Linked DNA regions of Salvelinus alpinus: region 2 is linked to region 1. A link is a contact called in public Hi-C data. All regions are on one chromosome and are shown on one strand. Each heading gives the region's core, a stretch centred on a gene start, on an enhancer-like site or on the middle of the called end of the contact. The rest is flanking DNA. Distances are from core to core; before and after follow the strand shown.

What was found. Hi-C and Micro-C count contacts between places; a contact is called where the count stands out from the background.
Region 2: a contact with region 1 is called in a Hi-C map of muscle, with 7 times the contacts expected there. The contact joins the promoter of ccdc88b here to the promoter of macrod1 in region 1. A contact is called at or near these places in 2 of 3 Hi-C or Micro-C datasets (muscle and red muscle).

What each region holds. Positions count from the first base shown.
Region 1 is chr4:84,444,412-84,449,191 of SLU_Salpinus.1, forward strand. It overlaps macrod1 (mono-ADP ribosylhydrolase 1), which reads left to right and starts at 2,086. Exons shown (of 10, transcript XM_071399318.1): 1 at 2,086-3,084; 2 at 3,419-3,526; 3 at 3,959-4,069. The coding sequence starts at 2,610.
Region 2 is chr4:84,606,522-84,611,301 of SLU_Salpinus.1, forward strand. ccdc88b (coiled-coil domain containing 88B) reads right to left here and starts at 2,694. Exons shown (of 28, transcript XM_071399322.1): 1 at 2,512-2,694. The coding sequence starts at 2,571. LOC139572655 (RDS/peripherin-like protein xRDS35) reads right to left here. Exons shown (of 6, transcript XM_071395333.1): 6 at 4,397-4,459. The coding sequence ends at 4,397.

The sequences.
Region 1 (4,780 bases), core at 836-3,335:
GGTCGCTGACCTGAAAATAAATAGTGTGTACAAGAGGAGATGAGGAAAGAGGATAAAAATAAATCTTTATTAAACTAGGCAAGTCAGTTAAGAACACATCCTTATTTACAATGACAGCCTACCAAAAGGCAAAAGGCCTCCTGCGGGGACGGAGGCTGGGTTTGAAAAAAAATCATAAATAGGACAAAACACACATCACGACAAGAGAGACACCACAACACTACATAAAGAGAGACCTAAGACAACAACATAGCATGGCAACAACACATGACAACAACATGGTAGCAACACAACATGGCAGATGAGCAAAGAGGAGATGTGTTCTAAGTAACACTTGTACTGTTTTTCTTTTCAGGAGGGCTAGCTCGGAACATTTGAAAATGGATTTGAAAGAACTGATTTTAGCATTAAAAGACTCCAAAAAACAGCCAATCATTTCAGGTCCAGTACCATCGTTGGGCCGCGGGTGTGAAAGATTCAGCAGACTGCTGGCATTACACATCTGGCTAAAATCAAATCAAAGTTTATTTGTCACGTGCACCGAATACAACAGGTACCTTACAGTGAAATGCTTACTTACAGGCTCTAACCAACAGTAAAAAGACAGGCTATATACAGTAGCGAGGCTATAAAAGTAGCGAGGCTACATACAGACACTGGTTAGTCAGGCTGATTGAGGTAGTATGTAGATATGGTTAAAGTTATGCATTTATGATGAACAGAGAGTAGCAGTAGCGTAAAAGAGGGGTTGGTGGGTGGTTGGCGGGACACAATGCAGATAGCCCGGTTAGCCAATGTGCGGGAGCACTGGTTGGTCGCCCCAATTGAGGTAGTATGTACATTAATGTATCGTTAAAGTGACTATGCATATATGATAAACAGAGAGTAGCAGCAGCAACCCGTAAAAGACTACTGTGGCTCTGCTGGAGTTACTTTTATAGATAACTTTGACACCTTCTGGAAACAGAAGATACTCTACAGAAATGACGGAGTCCATCCAAATCATCTTGGCTCCTGGACTCTGTCCACACATTTCAAGGCTGCGTTGTAACAATGACTGGTAAATGATCCAAGACCAGCTCAGTTAATCACTACCATTGTGACAATGAGTCGTCATAATGCTGCATTAAATGTACATGATCCTAGGTACATTGACAAACACAATGTCAGTAATTTAATTTATGTATCCCTAACTGCACCGAATGCTTCTGTTTATCCTTCAGCTATTGTATGCAGTAATCACGAGCCTATGATTTAGAGCTACACTGTTAACACTGAGGCAGTGTGCAATAGTAGGAAGATCACTTTGTGCAGCTCACCCTGCACTATCAGCTCCAATATAAATAACATGAGTAAGTCTACCTCTGATAAGCTTCCCAGTAAAGCATTGAAAACAATCAAGCAACCCCAAAAAGTGCTAAAAATAGCCCATATTAACATATGTAGCCTAAGAAACAAGCGCCATGAAGCCAATAACTTGCTTGTAACAGATGACATTCATATTCTGACTATCTCTGAAATTCACTTGGATAATACCTTTGATGATACAGTGGTAGCAATACATGGTTATAACATCTACCGAATATACAGAAATGCCTGAGGAGGCGGTGTTGCAGTCTATGTCCAGAACCGCATTCCTGTAAAGCTTAGAGACGATCTAATGTTAAATAATGTTGGAGTAATATGGCTACAGGTTCATCTGCTTAAAGCCCATTCTTGTGGGAAGCTGCTACAGACCACCAAGTGCTAACAGTCATTATCTGGATAATATGTGTGAAATGCTTGATAATGTATGTGATATCAACAGAGAAGTATATTTTCTGGGTGATTTAAATATTGACTGGCGTTCATCAAGCTGCCCACTCAAGAAAAAACTTCAAACTGTAACCAGTGCCTGCAATCTGGTTCAGGTTATCAGTCAACCTACCAGGGTAGTTACAAACAGTACACTAGCTGTAATTAGGCTACAAATTACGTTACAGAGTAAGATGTAATTCTAGCTGTTGGCCAGTAGAGGGTGGTGAAAGACAGACAGAGAAACAGTAAACTCGATCAGCTCAACACAGAGCCCCTGACACGGTGGGCGACTGGCTTCCGGGTTAAGCGAGCGGTGTGTAAAAGCAGCGCGTCTTAGCGGATCGTGTTTCGGATGACCTTCACCTCTCCCGAGCCCGTTGGGGAGTTGCAGCGATGAAACAAGATCGTAATTACCAATTAGATATCACGAAAATTGGGAGAAAAATTCACAAAATAAATAAAACACTGAACTCCTACCATACTGTATATCCACATACAGCGTTGATAATTCGAGTGAACGGTGATGGTTAATTTGTTGAATAATTATTTTTTTTATACTCAACTTGCAAGGTGTTTTATAGCAATACAACAATACATACTTTCCTTATGGTCATACTCTATATAGGTCATATAACTCCCCTCCCATTTGGTACAATCCATGCGTCATTGTTTACAACAAAATGGCCAAGTATTTCTTCCCCTATATTCAAACTGGATAAAGGCGCTTTAAATAACGAAAACGAAACTAACTACCGAACTGAAAAACACACCGGAGTTCTGTGTCGGATTGACTTCAGGATCACACTCACAGCATGGCATTTCAAATGTCAACTGTCTCTTCGCGTATCAGAGCCATATGTCCATTTTCCCGCTGTCGTAGTGGTGACTTTCATACTAGTGATATCGGTGTGTGCTCCAAATTTAGAAACATTTTCGGTGTTGCAAATCGTCAGGTGTATTCGCTGGTGCGAAGTGGGCAGAGTTCGGCGAACTCCAGCCCTGCAAAGTGCAAGGCCATTCTGAACCAAGGGGGTATTCATTTTGCAAACCGTGTGGAGAAGTTTTCAACAACTACAGCTGCCGCGAAGTCGTTTGAGTCGTTTCAGGGGCAAAACAAGGCCTCGACCTCCGGGGGAAAGTACGGTTCGTTGTACCGGATCGCCCTCGCCGCGCTTGGGGTGACCACCGCGGTCGTGTCCCTGCACGCAAGTGCCCATCTCGCCATGGCGACGGGATTGGAGCGGCTAGACCTTGACTCAGCCAAAGGCGACTGGAACGAGGTGAAGGGTAAGTTTGCAGACAGACACAGTCAGGGAGTGTGGGTGGGAATCTATAGGTGCTCATGTTGAGAATTTGGTTGCTCAACAGGACCTGTTGCATGTGAAAAGTAAAGTTGTCAAAGCTGTGTGGCCTAAATTGCAATAGAAAAAAATTAGGCGCCAACTCAAAGGTTCAAGTGGCTCATCGTGGCCTTATGTGGTACTAGGTTACTACCAAGTCATTAGTGCATTACAGCTTTTCATTTGTAATTTCCCTTTTCACTATGTTGTCCCTACATTACCCACATTGATTAGTGGAATGATCATAATCATCAACTCTCTGTCCCTCTCCTCTTCCTTAGCTGCCTTGCTCCATATGAGTCAGGGGGAGAGAAGGAAGCACTACAGGACTACCTACCTGTCCCTGGAGGAGGTGCCTGTGTGGACCGCCAAGTCACTAGTGGACAGAGGTTGGTGGCACCTTAATTGGGGAGAATGGGTTTGTGGTAATGGCTGGAGCGGAGTCAGTGGAATGGTATCAAACGCATGGTTTCCATGCCATTCCATCTGCTCTAAAACCTTGTTGTTTCTCAACTCCCGTCTGGGGTCCCACAACACAGGTTTACATGTGTTTGGTCCAGCCCAGCACTACACACTGTCATTTAGTTAATGCTAGGTTAGTAGGCCTATCGGGCCCCAGGACTACACACTGTCATTTAGTTAATGCTAGGTTAGTAGGCCTATCGGGCCCCAGGACTACAGCTGTGAGACACTGGAGAGCAGCATCGCTGAGCGTCCACTATAGATATTCTGGAACGACAACATAAACAGTAAACGCAGGTTAATATTACAGTGTTCTTATTAACAGTGTTGACAGAAGCAGGTGTTCATCTGTCTCCAAGGTGATTCAGTCAAGGCAACCAAATTCAAGAGGAACGAAGCTCTGGACAAGAAGATCTCCCTGTTCAGCGGTGACATCACCAAACTGGAGATTGATGGGATCGTCAATGCAGGTGATCATATAGTAACCTAGCTAATATTAACATAACATTATAGAAATAACATAACTTAAAGATGGAATTTGCAGTAGGGGCAATGACGCCATTGGCCCACCCCACCACCGCTGTTGTAGTTGTTGTTTCTGAGCGGAGGAGTGTCATGCATCATGGTAAATAAATTGCAGTACATATTGTGCTCTTCTATTGCACATGCAATGATGTCAGAGGGCAAAAAGCTGTGTTGGTTGTTTACAGTAACTTATTTGTTGTAATATCGCAAACGGACGTGGCTGTTTCACCATTTAAGGATTCCAGCTTTAACTTGTAGTAATAACATTACTTAAAAATAACAGAATCACATGTAGTAATAGCATTACTTAGTAATAACATAACATGACTAGTAATAATATTACTTAGTAATAACATAGCATGACTAGTAATAACATAACATGACTAGTAATAACATTACTTAGTAATAACATAACATGACTAGTAATAACATAACATTACTTAGTAATAACATAACATGACTAGTAATAATATTACTTAGTAATAACATAACATGACTAGTAATAATATTACTTAGTAATAACATAGCATTACTTAGTAATAACATAACATTTACATTTACATTTAAGTCATTTAGCAGACGCTCTTGTCCAGAGCGACTTACAAATTGGAAAGTTCATACATATTCATCCTGGTCCCCCCGTGGGGAATGAACCC
Region 2 (4,780 bases), core at 1,444-3,943, 160 kb after region 1:
GCAACAGTTTGTCGAGATCGGTGTGGACGAACGTGACTGGCCTGCACAGATCCCTGACCTCAACCCCATCGAACACCTTGGGGATGAATTGGAACGCAGACTGCGAGCCAGGCCTAATCGCCCAACATCAGTGCCCGACCTCACAGCAATGTGAAGAGTGGAGGCTCTTATAGCAGCAAAGGGGAACCAACTCCATATTAATAAACATGATTTTGGAATGAGATGTTCGCAGTTGTCCACATACTTTTGGTCATGTAGTGTATGTTGGCTCAATCGGAAATGACGGAAATGACCTTTAAATGTGAACTGCGCCACAACGCAGATATTCTGCGCTACGGATTGAATCAAGCCCTAAATTCTATAGAAACACAATAAACAGTTCCTTCGGAAATATTCAGACCCCTTGACTTTTTTCACATTTTGTTACGTTACAGCCTTATTCTAAAATTGATTAAATAAATAAAAATCCTAATCTACCCACAATACCACATAATGACAAACGAAAACAGGTATTTTGAAATGTTTACAAATATATTACAAATAAAAAACAGAAATACCTTATTTAAATAAGTATTCAGACCCTTTGCTATGAGAAATTGAGCTCAGGTGCATCCTGTTTCCTTTGATTGCCCTTGAGATGTTTATACAATTTGGTTGGAGTCCACCTGTGGTAAATTCAATTGATTGGACATGATTTGGAAAGGCACACACCTGTCTATATAAGGTCCCACAATTGACAGTGGTCTGAGCAAAAACCAAGCCATGAGGGCAAAGGAATTGTCCGTAGACCTCAGAGACAGGATTGTGTTGAGGCACAGATCTGGGGAAGGGTACCAAAACATTTCTGCAGCATTGAAGGTCCCCGAGAACACAGTGGCCTCCATCATTCTTAAATGGAAGTAGTTTGGAACCATCAAGACTCTTTCTAGAGCTGGCCGCCTTGCCAAACTGCGCAATCGGGGGAGAAGGGCCTTGGTCAGGGAGGTGACCAAGAACCTAATGGTCACTCTGACAGAGCTTCAGAGTTCCTCTGTGGAGATGGGAGAACCTTCCAGAAGGACAAACATCTCTGCAGCACTCCACCAATCAGGCCTTTATGGTAGAGTGGCCAGATGGAAGCCACTCCTCAGTAAAAGGCACATGACAACCCGCTTAGAGTTTGCCAAAAAGCACCTAAAGACTCTCAGACCATGAGAAACAAGATTCTCTGCTCTGATGAAACCAAGATTGAACTCTTTGGCCTGAATGCCAAGCGTCACGTCTGGAGGAAACCTGGCACCATCCCTACAGTGAAGCATGGTGGTGGCAGCATCATGCTGTGGGGATGTTTTTCAGTGGCAGGGACTGGGAGACTAGTCAGGATCGAGGTAAAGATGAACGGAGCAAAGTACAGAGAGATCCTTGATGAAAACCTGCTCCAGAGTGCTCAAGACCTCAGACTGGGGTGAAGGTTGATCTTCCAACAGGACAACGACCCTAAGCACACAGCCAAGACAACGCGCGAGTGGCTTCGGGACAAGTCTCTGAATGTCCTTGAGTGGTCCAGCCAGAGCCCGGACTTGAACCCGATCGAACATCTCTGGAGAGACCTGGAAATAGCTGTACAGCGACGCTCCCCATCCAACCTGACAGAGCTTGAGAGGATCTGCAGAGAAGAATGGGAGAATCTCCCCAAATACAGTTGTGCCAAGCTTGTAGCGTCACACCCAAGAAGACTCGATGTTGTAATCGCTGCCAAAGGTGCTTCAACAAAATAGTGAGTAAAGGGTCTGAATACTTACGTAAATATGTTTTTGATTTTTTATAAATTAGCAAGAATTTCTAAAAACCAGTTTTTGCTTTGTCATTATGGAGTATTGTGTGTAGATTGATGAGGGGGGAAAACGATTTATTCCATTTTAGAATAAGGCTGTAACGTAACAAAATGCAGTAAAAGTCAAGGGGACTGAACACATTCCGAAGGCACTGTGCAACCTAAACAATTGATATGGAGTCCATAAGGGGATCACTGCAAACAGAGAAAACTGTTATCTGGAATATGTGGTGTAGATCAATGAAACCCGAGATGGTCATATTTTACTGAGAAAGATAATAAGAAAGGGAATAGGAAGTCACAGATATAAGGTAAAACAACAAGATACATTCTATGAGCCATTGTAGAGAAAGCTGTGAAAAGGAGAAGTTTAAGAACTAAGTGTTTGCTGTCCTGTTCATGTAACAAAAGTTATGACAAGCATTTACATCTGATTCAAGTTCAACCCATTCGTATTGTTTTAACTTTTGTAAATAAAGAGTTATACATTATTTATAAAATGCATAATTTATATGTGTGTTTTTTTTAAACATTTACACATCGTTTATTTACAGGATTTGTATGTATTGATACTCCATAAAAACAAAACAACAGCAATAGGCTATGTGTTTTGATGTTTTATAAAAGACTATCATCACGTATATCTCGGCCTACTACTATAGCATCTGAAAGTGATTTAAATAAGCTTTGACACATACCCAAGTCACCAACGCACTTTCCATGAATTCTTCTAGAATGTCCATTATGTTAGAGTCCATGGTGTCGCATAAATAATTTACAAACTTCTATAAAAAATATAAATAAAATATATCCTACATTAGTAAAGCAATTTTACTGAATCCATTCTGTGTTCGTCATTTCAGTTCCTCTCCCTCTCTCTTCCTCTATCTCACTTTTTCAGTTAGTGCTGGCGGTGAGCACATTGCAAAACCACACCGGAATTTCTTAACGAACACATTTCATTAGTGCTTTAGGCCTACCCGGAACAATCACCACCTTTACCAGTGAGTGTTTCCAGAAAACAAAGTCGCTCAATGACAAATGAATAGGTGGTTTGAGATGGATGGAAAATATTAGACTACTTTGTGCGCACAGTGGTTCCTTGCCTAGACGTTTGTAACAATGTTTATATTACAATGCAGTTGTTTGTAGCCTATGCATCAGTTTGATCAAGATATACTCTAAACAATTTCGAAATGGTAAATTCAGTAGGACGTGAGTTCGTTGCGCTTTCAGGTGTAATGCAATGGCGAACCCTGGTGGAATTATGGTGTACATTTCGGTAGTCTACTATCTATGAACATCCTACTTATCAAATAAAGATGTTGAGTGAACATTGTCTTTAAACACAGATCAGAGTGAATGAACCATTTGACAAAGGAACAAAATAAACAGCCACTACAAATTAAGACATGTTTGCTATGTGTAAGATAGTGCACGTTTATAATGCACTCGACATTTCTTTTTTGTTGTTGTCAAAACACAATGGAAAATGTAATTACAACTTTCTACATGACCACACTTTGACGTGAACTTTCTCCTAACCCTGTCCATTGTTGTGGTATGTTTGATAGTCATACATCCCGAGTGTTCCTGTTGCTGTGCAGAGAACTGTTGTAGCAGTAGCATATAGATTAGCTAAATAGGATTATGAAGGTGTTATGAGAGCTGTCTGAGTATACCTAGCAGCCCAGATTACATTATACAGTCACTCCTCTCCATACTGTCATAAACCTACAGTAGCTTAGGCCTACTGTATCACTGGCATCACTTTCAGTCATTACACACATCATCATCCTATACCTCTGGGTGAACTGAAATAACCCAACTCAGTTGAATGTTTATCTAGTACAAAAGGACTCAACTCCGCAAATCCATTAAAAGCAACTATCTTTAATATACTCAATGCCAGATGCCAACTTCACATGTTACTTAGCAGTGCGTTAACAAACTCTATAGCCAGTCCAGCATTCAATTGACTGTAGGCCTTCTTCACACGGGGTGAATGTTTGTATTATTAAGTTGTTACCTGTGTGATTTAGATTTTGTCTGATCCGAATCAAAGATCAGAACATCAGTTTACTTCAAAGTGTGTGTGATTTTTCATTTACTCATGTACCAGTATGTGAATATTGTTTTTGTATATTTACAAAATGTATGTGTGTGTTCTTGGGTGCCTTTCAGTAGTTTGACTTTGATTGTTCTCCACCACATGAAACATCACCCTCCCCCTCAACTTGATGTATTGTCCATCAGGAGCAACAGGACACAACATTGTGTCTCAAAGATTATAATTACAAATTCTGTCAAATTAAAAAACCTCTGGATTGTTAGATCTTGTCATGTCTAGTCTGTGCGGAGCATGATAAAATAAGATTCATGATAAGATTCCCTATGTATTTTAGTGCTCATACATTGTTGCAGTATAAATCAAGCCAAAAAGATCAGTGCCTGTGTCAAACCCAACACAGAGCGCTAGCTAGCCCACCATTAGCCTGGTGACAGGCAAGACCACCATGTCACGTGACAAAGCAGCCTAACTCCCCTTCTCAAACCCATATATGGTTATATATTATCTTTCATCTAGCTGGACGTGGCTGCCTTCTCGCCGTCCGCCCCAGCGTCTGCCTCGTCACCTGCTTCCACCTGTATTGATAAAGAGACGGGACACGTTAGTGAGATACAACCAAATGCATCACCCAAAGCATTGCGGGTACTGTAGTACATCATACAACACTGACGGTCTGATCAGGAGGATGTATTTTTACAGAATGTTAAGATATAAATGTTTTGTGTAGGACAGGTACAGATGTAGGATCTTCATTTTATTACTCTTTTGTTGCTGAGAATTTTCCTGCACTGCAGGAAATGCAACCTTGTAGTGTATTTGAGTTTTAAAAAGGCTTCTAAAGTTTGTAATTTCCACTTTATTCTCCTTCTATCTGCAACATTTAGAGCGTTCCACGT